Regions from separate parts of the Sus scrofa genome. Here regions 1 and 3 are each linked to region 2. A link is a contact called in public Hi-C data. All regions are on one chromosome and are shown on one strand. The core of a region is the stretch at or near the end of the contact, and the rest is flanking DNA. Distances in the headings are between cores, read along the strand shown. Region 1 holds the start of STMN1 (stathmin 1). Region 2 holds the start of ZNF593 (zinc finger protein 593). Region 3 holds the start of CD52 (CD52 molecule).

Region 1 (4,667 bases), core at 812-3,311, 230 kb after region 2:
CACTCTGAGAGGTAGAGAGGGACCCCGCCCTGCCCTTTTTCTAAGGATGGGAGAACTGGTTCAGACCCAGGCAGTGGTCACTGCATCTCCCTCCTCCACGGCCAAATAACCACTCTGGCCCCCGGCTTTCAGCTGGGGACACCCTAAGTAGCCCTCACCCCTCGCATTGTCCCCCTGCCTAGCCAGCCTGAACTACACTTCCCGAGGTGCTCCGGGGTCTCCAGAGGCGGGGCCCACCAAGGGCTGTGGGGGGAGGGGCCGGCACGTGCTGCCGCTTTCAGCCAATGCTGATCCCTGCGAGGAGGTCACGTGCCGCTGCTTGGCGCTTTTGTGCGCGCCCGGGTCTGTTGGTGCTCAGAGTGTGGCCAGGCGGCTCGGACCGAGCAGGTGGGTGCAGGGCTCTAGCAGGAGGCGGTGGCGGGCTGCGGGCTGCGAGAGGGTGGCGGCCGGCGGGAGGGGCCGGGCCTTGGCAGCGGCCCCCTGCTGGAGGGCGGCGGGCGGGGCCGTGAGCCCCGGAGGGTCTGGCGGGCGGGGGTCGTAGCGCTTTGTGTGTGGCTCGGGCGGAGCCTCGGCTTTGTCCCCGCTCCCTGGGGGCGCGGCTGTCGTGGGGAAGGGGCGCGGCCAGCTGAACGAGCCCCTAGCGTTAGCCCCAGGGTACCATCTAGAAGACAATAGGGGGCGTAGGCTCTCGCCTTGCAGGTGCAGCCCCGCTGGGGTCCCCATTGTCTGAAGGGGGCGGGGCGGCGCCCCCAGGGAGCAGCGGCCTTAGGGCCAGACTCTGGGCGACCAGGGCCGCGCCCTCGCCGACTGACTGTGGGGCTGTTCCAAGAGGGTGACACCCCACGAGAGCTCTCCATTCTCGCGGCGGGGGGCGCAGACAGCTTGGGTGGCGGCAGGTTGGTTGGAAGCAAAGGAAAGAGGCGGCGAGCCGACGGCAGGACTACCCCACTGCCTTTTCCCGGGGACTGCTCCACCCGCCGAGCTGCACCCGGGATGGGGGCCACCTCAAGGTGTTTTTGGCGGGAGTAGGGAAGGGGGGCGTCTGCGCAGGGCGAGCCCGGGAAGGGCGGAGTTACCCGGATAGGACCGTTAGCCCCGCCCATCCCTCCCCTTCCCACGCGCGCGGGCTCGGGTGTTGTGAGTTCGGGGAGATTCGAAAAGGCGCGGGGAGGAAGGGGGCGGGGCCAGGGGCTGGTGTGCAGGGTGTGCTTTGATTGGCCGGGGGCGGCTGGCCGCTTTTCCTCTCCTGGACCAGGGCCACGCCCATCCTGGGGTTGATGTTGAGTCTAATGCTCCGCCGGGGTTAGATCGTTTCGCTGCTTCGGATTTTAAATTCCAGCTGCTGAGAACCTGTATTCCTACGTTTTTGGTACTAGCTTGGGGTTTACAAGATTCATGACCTAAAAAAAAATGAAGGGATGTAGAATTTTTCATGAGAAAATTCTACACAAACCATCAAATATTGTAATCTAAAACCTTGAGGTTCATAAAATTAGTGTTACCCGCTGTAGGACGAGGAGCTTAAACCGCAGGAACAATAGGCGTTCGACATTATTGGTTAATATTAGCTTGGGCGTTTTGTTTTACACCATGGCAGACACAGACAAAGCAGGGGTGGGTGTTCCATTTGCACAATGAGTTGTAGGCAGTGTTAAGATGGCTCCGGTCTCACTGTTGAGTTGAATCTGGAATATCTTCTCGCCAGGGAGGAAAGTTTAGAGTTTATTAGGGGAAGAAAAATCTTGTGATTTAAACCTTGTCTAGTTTTAAGAATCGAAGTGTGTTTTGTACAGGCAAGCTCAGTTAACTTGATCTTCTGCAACCAGCATTCTATTCAATTCAGGTTTCCCAGTGTTTGAGTATTTTATAGATAAAATTTTCTGGCTAATGATGTCTTATTTAATTTCACAGTAGTAATTTTTCTGGCCTTAATTTGTATGGATATGATTTGAAGTCCCTTTGAATTCATGACATAGAAATGCAAAAAATTTGATTGCGTGCTTTTGAAAATCATTTTCAGGGTTTTCCTTGCCAGTGGATTGTGTAGAATACACTGCCAGTCTCTTGTCTTCTATTCACCATGGCTTCTTCTGGTAGGTAATCTATTTGAAAAAGCTGAATTTGCCACGGGCTTCTAATTTGAGAATAGGAGATGGCTCAGGTCTTATGCCTTTAATTTGGCACTAGTGTTGTGGTCTTACTAAGAAATCTGTTTTATAAAGAAGAAAAAATTATTGTCACTTGAATGTACTGACAGCTCATAATTAATTGTTTCATTATTAGATGATTTGACTTGGCCTAAAGCATAATGTGGAGTTCTGCACAACTTTTTTTTGTTTGAGAAAATGATTGTCAAATACTGATGTCTCAGAATGGTGTTTATTAGCCCAAAAATGTTGAGCTTTGTTTTTCTGGGAGGTGTTTAGATAATTTCTTCCAATAAACACAGCTGCTTCATCAGCCCTAATTCTGTTCAGTAAATTGATTTGGTTTTTAGAAAATAGAACAGCCTATTAGAACAGGAAAACTATTTTTCTGAGTGTGTTATAAATATGATATAAAAATCATAAAATCCAGATATCCAGGTGAAGGAGCTGGAGAAGCGTGCCTCAGGCCAGGCTTTTGAGCTGATTCTCAGCCCTCGATCAAAAGAATCCGTCCCAGAATTCCCCCTTTCCCCTCCAAAGAAGAAGGATCTTTCCCTGGAGGAAATTCAGAAGAAATTAGAAGCTGCAGAAGAAAGACGCAAGGTAAACATCAGTTCACAGAAAGCAGGGTATTTTTTTAATGTAATGTGGCAAATCTGTTTTATTTCCATAACAAGAGGAAAACAGAATTGTGGCTAGATATGCCAGTGGGAGGAATAAATACCAGTTATCATTTACTGGGCTCCTGTTACACGTACCCTCTCCTGTACTCTCATTGTCCTCCTTTTCTGCAGTGACGCTGGAGAGTAGGTGTGCTCTGAAAGACCAGATTAGAAAATGGTCTTGGGAATGTAAGTCATTTTCCCAAGTCATATAGCTAGTGAGTGTCGGAGCCAGAATTCACACCCAGGTCTGTCTGAAACCAAAGTTCATGCTTCTCATGCTTTCTCTTTGAAAAATAGATTTGTTGGTGGAAGATTCTTTTTTTCTTTTTGTCTCTATGTTTTGGGGTTTTGATATGTTTTTTGGGTTCGTGTGTGTGTGTGGTTTTTTATTTTGTTTTGTCTTTTGAGACCTGGACAATAAAAACATTTTAAATTGCTAGTAATGTGATTGTGTTGCTCAGCTGGCTCACTGATATCGTGACAGCTCTTTTCCTTTTTTTTTTTTTTTTAGGGCCGAACTCGTGGCATATGGAATTTCCCACGCTAGGGGTTGAATTGGAGCTACAGCTGCCAGCCTACGCCACAGCCACAGCAATGTGGGATCTGAGCCGTGTCTGCGACCTATACCACAGCTCACAGCCGGATCCTTAACTCCCTGAGCGAGGCCAGGCATTGAACCCGCATCCTCATGGATGCTAGTCGGGTTCGTTACCCGCTAAGCACAATGGGAACTGCTAGCTCTTCTCTTTTCTAAGCACCTCTGTTATAAAGTAGCCATCTAAACACTGATCGGAAAAGTCAGCAAACGTTAATGTGCTTGTTATAGAAAAATTGAGAACCACAGAAGTTTATAAATAGGAAATTAAAAGTATTCATTATCCTCCTTCACAGAAATAACTGTTGTTAACCTTTTGGTGTATTTCCCTCTATTTAGTGTTATTCTATTCATTAAGAACTTTACATAAATTTTCATTTAGTCCCCCCTTCCAATAACCCTGATTGAAGTAAGTGGTTTAATTTTTAAATTAGTGGGATGAAGGAGTAGTAACCTGCCTGCTACCAACACAGCTAGTGCTTTGAAGTCTGGTACATTTAAACCACACACACACATTTGGGTCCCTTTTTAAGCTGCTGTAGCACGTACTGTGCATCTTTCAGTGCCACATGTTTTATGTATGTGCGCTGACCCACTGTCAGCACTGAATTACTTCCCCAGGAAGAGGCTGTTTGGAGTGGTGCTTCATCTCCTACCTGCTCTGCTGTTTAGTGTGAGTTGGTGGAGTTTGATGATGAAATTCACATAGTTTGAGTTCATGGAAGAGATGCAGCCGAAGGCTGGACAGATACTTTTTAAGGAATTAACCCTGACCCTGTAGTCATTAGCCTGTGCTTTACATAGTAACTGGCTAAATATAGTGAAACTCTTATCACGACTGGGGTTTTGCAGAAAAGAATTAACAGAACCAGTGGCAGATGCTCCAAGGTTTTCCGGCAAGTTGATGCATCCAAACACATAGGAATCTGTTTGGTAACAAGCGATTCTGAGTGTTTTGAAGGAGGTGCCGTGGTAACAGAACTCCAGTGGTCTGGAAGTTAACGCAGCTTCCACAGAGAACAGTTAACAAGCTTTTCCTTGAAATAAAACTTCTGGTTTAAATAGTAATCTGGAGGCTTAGTCTGAAATTTCTGTCATTTCCATGTATTTTCTTTTTATTGGTATGGTTATATTTTTTATAATGAACTCATATTCTTTAGGGTAGCCTTTGAAGTTAAAAAACCAGACTTTCTTACAGTAAAATGCCATTCCTAAATGCGTATCACTCTGGTTATCTTGATACCATTACGCAGTAAATCT
Region 2 (4,156 bases), core at 635-3,134:
CTTGGTACCACAAACGCCACTGGTCTTCATTCCCGCTTCCGCCCCACAGGACACCAGCGACACTAGCAGCACCCACCATGCGATTTCCACGCCTGACCCCTGGCTACTTTCGAGTGCTACAGGTACGTACCCTTAACCAATGGCTTCTGCCATCGACCCCTTACTCCCCCTACCATGGCTGGGTTGACACCCGGCAGCCAGGCTGTCACGTTCCCTGCCGCCTGAGCAGCCGGGGCCTAGATGGGCAATGAAGCGAGAGGGATTGGGGTGGAATCTCCCTGGGGCAGCAGTGGCATCCATATCTCCTTCCCCTAACTCAGCCCCTTTCCACCCCCCACCTTCCCAGAGGTCTCAAATGACCCCTCAGGCGGACCCTCTGTGCATTTCCAGATGCAGATAGCCGGGGAGCTGAAGGCAGAGCCCCGGAGTCCACTGGCTGGGATTGTGGCTGCACTGCTGGCTGTCCTCGGGCTGGGCGGCTCTTGCTATGCAGTCTGGAAGATGGTGGGGCAGCGACGGCCGCCACAGGCCCCATGATGAAGCGGGCAGCCTCCACCTGGGCCCTGGGGGGGTATGTAACTCAGCGACAGCTATAATCTTGGGAGCCTACTTCTTTTCTGGGGATCACTCCCTGCCCTCATTAGAAGCAGGGTTGTTATAAACCTGATCTTACCCAGCCCACACACCTAGGCTCCAATGGGGGGTTTCGGCTCAGATGCCAGGATCCCAGAGGGAAGGTAAGGATACAGGTACCAAAGGTGGATAAAGCCCAAGCAGCCTGGGTCCCATGCACAGGAGTAGTAGAGAAACTTACAGGACATGAGTTTGGAGTAGTGGCCTGGGGGTTAGAGTCAGGGGCAAGCCCCCTTTATCCAGTTATTTTATTGGGAGGGAGGGCACTGGGAAGAGGCCATCCACTCCCCAAACCCCGGGCCAAAACAGACTGGTACAGTCTCTCCCAGACTGGCCCTTGCATCACTGTCCATGGGCAACTCTTCTGCCTTGAATTCTCAGGATCTGTCAAGTAGATGTGTCCATCTCAGGGACATCAGTGGATACTTCTGTGGGCACTGCCAGCCGCTGGGGAGGTACATAGGAACCCATACCCGCTGCCCTCTCTGCCTCTTCCTGACTGTAGGGCTCCACACTCAGCTGCTTCAACCTGGGAAAAAGAACAGGAACTGAGAGCTGACCAGATTCGAGTCCCGCCTGCCCGACACCCATCCATTAATTCTCTTCTTATACCTTTTCTTGTGGTCTTTGGATCGGAAGTGGGTCTTCAGGTTGGCAGAATCGATGAAGTATCTCCTGTAGGGATGGGGGGTAAGGAGAAGTGAGAAGGTGATGCCTCTCAGGTACACCTATCTCCCTGACCCTAGCTCATTTCCCGATGCTAGGCTCCAGGCTTGAAGGGATGGGAGGCCAGCAGACCCATGAATCCCAGGAAAGAAAACCCTGCGTTCCCTAGGGCCCGGATCTCAACACCCCCAGCCCGAAAGGCCGACCCTTCTCCTCCTCAGGCCGCAGCCGGCCGGGACTCACGCGCAGGCCAGACAGCGATGCAGGCCGCCCCCTGGCAGGTCGGGGTCGGGCTCGGCGCCGGGGTCTGGTCGGGTCCTTGTGGCAACCTGGGGCCGCAGCTCGCGGTGAATCTCATCGAGGTCCGGCCGCCGCCGCTTCGCCTTCATCTGGCGGGCCAGGGAGTGCGCTCGGTGTGCGCCGGTTCGGCGAGAGCGACCCATTGCTGGTAACAGCGGGACCAACGGGCCTAGAGCCGAGTTGGGAGGACACGTGTGGGCACTTCCGGACTGTGCAGTGACGCCATGTGACGCCGGGGACTGAGCAGGCTCCGGCGGACCGCCTCTGATGACGTCACTCGCGCGAGCAGCGCCCTTGAGCGCCCTCAGGAGGCCCTCGACGTCAGTGACCGAACTCGGGGCGGGGCTCCGGGAAGCGCGTCCTCTTAGGTCGCTGGAGGGGCGGGTGGTGCGTGCCCTGGGGGCTTCAGGGTGGTCCGCTGCCCTACCCGCCCCGCCTGGCCCATCCTATCTCAGTGCCGTCCTCTGGCCCCATCACCTCTTCCAGGCTCCCAGATCTTAGACTCCGCGTTGGGATGGGGGTGGGGGGGCATGCTACATCTCCCTGGAAGCACTGAACAATGTGATGTTAATGAATTAATAAATGAATGAAAATGAATACGTTTGGGATCGCGGCCCTCGCAGGACTTGCTGAGACATCTCAGGTTCCTGAGAAAGCCTCGGCACTTCTCACCTGTCCCCGGTTTTTCCTATCCTGTGAGTTGTGTGTGTGTGTGTTTACGGCCGCACCCACGGCATATGGAGGTTCCCAGGCGAGGGGTCTAATTGGAGCAGTAGCTGCCGGCCTATGCCAGAGCCACAGCCATGCGGGATCTGAGCTGAGTCTGTGACTTACACCACAGCTCACGGCAATGCAGGATCCTTAACCCAATGAGCGAGGCCAGGGCTTGAACCCGTGTTCTCATGGAAGGCATCCTGTTAGTCTTAAGAGGGGTCAGATCCTCTCACAAGGAAAGGAGGTCCTCACAGAAGGACCTCTCATCTTTGACTACTTTCTCATCTTTTGATGCTTGGCCTGGCATCAAAGGCAGAGAGAGGTACAACCTAGGTGTTGTGTACTCAGAGTGGGAATAGAGCCAGAGAGCCTTTCCCCTCGCATCAGAACCTGGTGCCTTCCAGGTTGACCAGAGGAACTCAGCAATAATTCAGGGGCTCCAGTTCTTTGGAACCTGTAGCCAGGAAACAGGGAGAGAGGCACGTGCATCCCTGGGGAGAGGAATCATTTTCCAGCCCAGACAAAGCAGTGAAATGTAAGCCCAGGGCACTGACCATGGGCCTTGGGACCTCCCATTCCGGTTCACAGAGGCTGAGTGTAGGTATAGGGCAGGGCCCTATTAAGGGCGCAGCTTGTAGGGCTGCAGTCATCGGGGCACCACAGTGGGTCCTGAGCCCAAGGACTTTGTAAATGGACTTCATGAATGGAAGAGGACTTTTCTGGAGCCATTCCAAATGATCAAATTCAAGAACTCCTAGGCCCAGGAAGGAGGCTTCTGTGGAGAGAGAAGTTTTCATCATTCCTGGCCAATATGGGCTAAGACAAGGGGTGAGGTGGCAGAATCTGGCTCTCATCACGGACTCCTTTGGATCAGGTTCATCTGCTGGGCACTGTGCCATCTGGGGAGGCTGGTGCATCTTTAATGAGGTCACCTGATCCCTGGGACAGGTTCTCAGCCTCACCAAGTTCCTGGAGCCAGACCCACTGGGTACCCACTGAGCCACCACCTTCCCGTGCCTGGGTGCCAGGCCCGCTTCCCCTGCAGCCATGAACCAGGCCTTTTGGAAGACCTACAAATCCAAAGTGCTACAGACCCTGAGTGGCGAATCTGAGGAGGACCTGGCAGAGGAGGTGGGTATTGTCCTGTGTGCTAGATGGGGCACGGGCAGAGGGGCAGCATGAGTGAAAGGTGCAAAGAAGGGCAAGGGACAGGCTCTGGGAGAGTGAGATTTGTGCAGGAGCCACTAGCAATTCAGGGATGATGCAGCATAGTGCAGTGTCAGAAAGCCAGGACACTCCAGAAAACCGAGGGAGATTTGAGGGGCAGAGTGGTCGCTGTCTACAAAGATCTCAAAGGCTACCACATGGAATGGATCCTTTTGGAACCTACGGGCTGCCACATGGATACACTCAGCTTGACACAACTTTCTAATGGGCAGCACTGAGCAGAAGCGGGATGACCTGCCTTGAGAGGAAGCGAGCCCACAGTACAGGAACTGGGGGAAGTGGTGTTATTACACCGCGGGTCACTGTGGCAGCATCAGGTCAGAACCATACTTCGACCATGTTTGTCTCGGCATTAAAAAAAAAAAAATTCAGAGTTCCCCTTGTGGTTCAGCGGGTTAAGAACCTGACTGGTATCCATGGGGACGTGGGTTTGATCCCTGGCCTTGCTCAATGGGTTAAGGATCTGGTGTTGCCTCGAGCTGTGGTGTAGGTCAAAGTCTCGGCTCGGATCCTGTGTTGCTGTGGCTGTGGCATAGGCCGGCAGCTTCAGCTCCCATTTGACCCCTAGCCTGGGAACTTCCATATGCCGCCATAAAAAGAAAAAGAAAAATTGAAA
Region 3 (4,228 bases), core at 1,106-3,605, 130 kb before region 2:
GAGCAGCTGTTTACCCAGTGCGGGTAACGGGGGCAGAAATAGGCCTCTTCATTTTTCTCAGCCCCCAGTGGCCGGAGACATGAGGACAGGAGGATGGCTGTGAGGTCTGGAACCCCTGGAGACTGGGGGGCTTCTCTCTGAATCTGTCATTCTGAGGACACCAAGGTAGTGGAGAGGGGGTGAACTTCTGAACTTCTGCAACGGGGATGTCCAGGGTCTGAGTGGGGGTAGGGGTGGGTCTTCTGGAACCATCATTCCCAAACACCCGGGGACAGGGAAGGCAAATGCAACTAAAGGAAGGGTGACGATGGCTGGTTCTGGGCCATGTCCCTGCTAGGTGATCTGAAGGGGTTTGGCCTTTGGGGCAGGGAACGTGGGTTGCGAGATCCCTGGTGCCACCTCTCTTGCTGATGGGAACATGGGCAGCTCCTTGGTGCAGCTGCAAACCTGGCTCTGGGGGCCCAGTGATGTCCAGGGACCACATGCAGGACCCCACTCCAAGCACACATCAACTTTATTGACGCCGGGTTGGGTGGTGCTTGCCCCTCCACATCAGTACCTCCCTGCATCAGCCATCACCCCCAAGGCACTGCCTGTCATTCTCACAACCTGCTCATCTCCAGCATCAATCCCTCCCAAGGACTGGGGGGCGGCTTCTGTTGCTGGAGATGGTGGCAGCTGTCTCAGGGGCACAGGGCTAGGGCTGGGCCAGGTCACCTCAGCTGAGGTGGAAGAGCTGGATGAGGACATTGGTCAAAAAGAGAAGGATGCCGCCGCTGCCCAGGCCGCTGAGGGCTGGGGCTCCACCCTTGGGTTTCTTGGTGGTGGTTCGGTTTCCCAAGACTCCAGTTTGTATCTGCAAGAGGAGAAGTGGAGCAAGCTCAGGAGGCTTTTGAATTGCATGGGGTTTGTTTGGTTGATTGGTTTTTGTTTTTGTCTTTTAGGGCTGCACCCACAGCATATGGAGGTTCCCAGGCTAGGGGTCAAATCAGACCTGCAGCTGTTGGCCTCCACCACAGCCACAGCAAAGCCAGATTCAAGTCACATCTGCAAGTCCCATCACCACAGCTCACATCAACGCCAGATCCCTTACCCACTGAGCGAGGCCAGGGATCGAACCCATGTCTTCATGGTTTCTAGTCAGATTCGTTTCCGCTGAGCCACAACAGGAACTTCTCATGTTTGTTTAGAGACACAGTGTCCCCCACCCCAGTACTACAGTCCTCAGTTCCCTTGTCCCTATGACCACGACTTCTTTCACAAGGTCCTGTTGGGACCGTTGGCTGCTTCCTGCCTTGGCATGGGCAGGGTCAGAGGCGGTCCCTGGTCCGCCTCCCATGGAACCTTCCTTTCATGTCTATCAGGCCACCAGCTCCTCCAGCAGGTAGGAGAGAGGGGAGTCTGTGGCCCCAGCCCTTGACCTTAGCCCAACCAGGGGCTTAGCCGCTCTGAGCCTCAGCTTCCTCATCTTGTCAATGGGGAGAAGAGCCCACTCCAGTCACGAGGGTCACATGAGACAGTGCCAGTGGGTGGGTGAGGGGGGTGACTTCTTCCCCTGAGGAAATGGCCAGATGGTGATCAGGCTGTTCTCAATGCTTGATCAAGCTGCACCTAAAGCTGCCCTGGATGGAGACTGAGCTGTTTTTGGTGGTGATCAAGCTGTTCTTGATGCTTGATCAAGCTGTTCTTGATCGAGAACTTGATGGCTCCCATCTCCTATACTGACTAGCATGTGAGATGCTGCCAAAGCTGCCTCCTAGAATAGCAGTTGGTCTCAAGAGTCTAGCTGTTTCTGGAGCAGGAGATTTCTATCTTCTTAGCGTTGCTGAACACCTGGGCTCCTCTCCTGGGGGGTTCCCTGCCACCTCCAAACTGGATCAGACTCCCTGTGAACATTTTCTGGTCCCCTCCCAACAGGACCGTTTCCCCAGCTTCCCTGTGGGTTGATGCCATCCTTACTCAGGGCCGTCTTCCCAAGCCTCTCAGTTGACTATTACTCCACAACACGCTTGGGTGCCTCATTGTGCCTTGTAAGTGCTCCCCAGCCTCGGGTACAGGAGGCAGTCGGCTCAGGGGCAGCCCTCAAACAGTCTGACCTCAACCAGAAGGGCTGGAAGGTTGGGAGCCAGGCCCCCTGCTGGAGCCTCTGCTCCCATGGGAGAAGGCTGGGTGCCGGGAACCTGCATGGCCTCAGGTCTGGGGACTCCTGGGCAGTGGTGCCAAGGACTCCGAGGAGCTGCTCTTACCTGAATCATAACCAGGAGGCTGATGGTGAATAGGAGGAAGAGGAAGCCTTTCATCTTTGGAGGCTTGCGGTGGCTCTCTTGGTAGCAGCTTTTGGCGATGAACGCAGGGCTGTGTGCAGGCCCCTCTTGGCTTGGCTGCTTATGAGTGAGGAGGAGGCCGGGAGGCGGGGTGGAGAGGAAGGAGGGCCTTCGGGGTGTGGGTGGGGGTGCTGCTGCTTTACAGACCTTGAGGTTGAGGATACCGGGAGCTGGGTTCTACAGCCCTGGCAGAGGATGGGTTCTGGAAAGGCACTGAGGCAGATCCTGGGGATGAGATTTGGGCAAATTGGGGGGGGGGGGCAGTAAAGAGGGCCCTGGGCTTGGAGTCATGCACGGTGGGGACTGACTCTTGGTTTAATCCCCTGAACTCTGAGACCCTGGGCCAGAAACTGTACCTCTCTGAGCCTTTAACAAAGGAGCTGCCAGAGAATTAAATATAGTATAATTAAAAGGAGATGGAGAGATAGTGAAAAAGCTAGTAATAATTAAAAAGGTTGTAGAGATGAAGTGGGGAGTTCCCGTCGTGGCGCAGTGGTTAACGAATCCGACTAGGAACCATGAGGTTTCGGGTTCCATCCCTGGCCTTGCTCGGTGGGTTAACGATCCAGCGTTACCGTGAGCTGTGGTGTAGGTTGCAGACGCGGTTCGGATCCGCGTTGCTGTGGTTCTGGTGTAGGCCGGTGGCTACAGCTCCGATTCAACCCCTAGCCTGGGAACCTCCATATGCCGCGGGAGCGGCCCAAGAAATAGCAACAACAACAACAACAACAACAAAAAAGACAAAAGACAGAATGAAGGCTTGGGGAACATTAACATTTGCCGGGTGGGGGTGGATTTCTTGTGAAAATCTAGAAGCACTGCATTAGGAAGCCCTCGCCTCTGGGTCAGCCCATTCCCTCCAGGCCTCATGGGTCTCAGGTCAATGAGAAGACTGAAGTGGATTATTTCCAGAGTTTATTAAGACTTGGCATCTGTGATTTGGATCAAGCAAATAGCAGATACGTGGTGTGTTTCCATCTTGGATGGGTGGGAGGAGTGCTAGTGGTGGAAGCAGAAGGTGACTACACTGCCTGGAAGGGATTTGGGGTGGGGGTGGCTGTGAAGTCCCAGCTGCCCAGGCCTGGGGGATGAGGTGAATCACAAAGCCCCATTCTTTACACATCTTCTCACTGTATTTTCTTGGTGGGGCTCTGCAGTGGATTTTATAAGCATCCCCATTGTCCTGATGAGGAAACTGAAGCTTGGACATTAAGTGACTTGTCCAAGGTAATAAAAGTCAGACATGAACTTGAATCCAGGTCTGCCTGAAGCTGCACCCAGGTGTGTAATGTCCAGGGTGCCCTAGAAGTCATTGATTGTCTTGGTTCCCTGTCCCCCTCACTCCCAGAAGAGCCAGGGCTTGGCTTTGCAGCCCAGCTCCCGCCTCACCCACTCTCCCTTCCCTCTTTTATTCTGCGTCTCATTTGCATGCCAGGTAGTGAAAGAAATCCCACTCTCACTTCCCTCCTGTGGTTTTGGGCTTTGTGTTGCAAGCCTCAGAAAAACCTGAGTGGGCCCTAGAGGGGCCACTGGCCAAAAAGAAACAAAGAAAAAAGAACTGAGAATCAAGGCTGGTAAGAGAAAGCCAGGAAGTGGAGAGGAAGGGGCAGGGATCTTGTGCCCCAACACCCACACCCCCACCCCCGGGCACGAAGGGAAGGAGGTGGGGAAGCCTCTCACTGCCACACTTGCCAGCTCCTTCACCAGAGGCCCCCCCTGACATTCTGTTCAAGTCTTTGCTGCCTTTGGTGCACCTGGAGGGGTGGTTGATTCTGGGGGCTCATGAGAGTCTAGGAAGCAAAGCAGCAGATGCCAGAAGGGCACTGGCCCAGGAGACGGGAGGCCCCTAAGTCCAAGACGGCTCTGCTGGAGTTCCTGTTGTGGCTCAGCGGTTAACGAACCCG

What was found. Hi-C and Micro-C count contacts between places; a contact is called where the count stands out from the background.
Region 1: a Hi-C map of skeletal muscle shows a contact between it and region 2, with 4 times the contacts expected there. The contact joins the promoter of STMN1 here to the promoter of ZNF593 in region 2. A contact is called at or near these places in 1 of 5 promoter capture datasets (fetal liver) and 10 of 47 Hi-C or Micro-C datasets (alveolar macrophages, brain, embryonic fibroblasts and 6 more).
Region 3: a Hi-C map of embryonic fibroblasts shows a contact between it and region 2, with 2.9 times the contacts expected there. The contact joins the promoter of CD52 here to the promoter of ZNF593 in region 2. A contact is called at or near these places in 2 of 5 promoter capture datasets (fetal liver and skeletal muscle), 5 of 47 Hi-C or Micro-C datasets (blood, embryonic fibroblasts, fetal skeletal muscle and 2 more) and 1 of 2 datasets of contacts at active chromatin or transcription factors (alveolar macrophages).

The regions. Positions count from the first base shown.
Region 1 is chr6:83,357,729-83,362,395 of Sscrofa11.1, reverse strand. STMN1 (stathmin 1) reads left to right here and starts at 2,061. Exons shown (of 4, transcript NM_001009582.1): 1 at 2,061-2,093; 2 at 2,578-2,750. The coding sequence starts at 2,081.
Region 2 is chr6:83,588,568-83,592,723 of Sscrofa11.1, reverse strand. It overlaps ZNF593 (zinc finger protein 593), which reads right to left and starts at 1,884. Exons shown (of 3, transcript XM_021095611.1): 1 at 1,543-1,884; 2 at 1,246-1,308; 3 at 1-1,162. The coding sequence starts at 1,742. The coding sequence ends at 1,021.
Region 3 is chr6:83,721,889-83,726,116 of Sscrofa11.1, reverse strand. It overlaps CD52 (CD52 molecule), which reads right to left and starts at 2,355. Exons shown (of 2, transcript NM_001257355.1): 1 at 2,247-2,355; 2 at 498-856. The coding sequence starts at 2,300. The coding sequence ends at 719.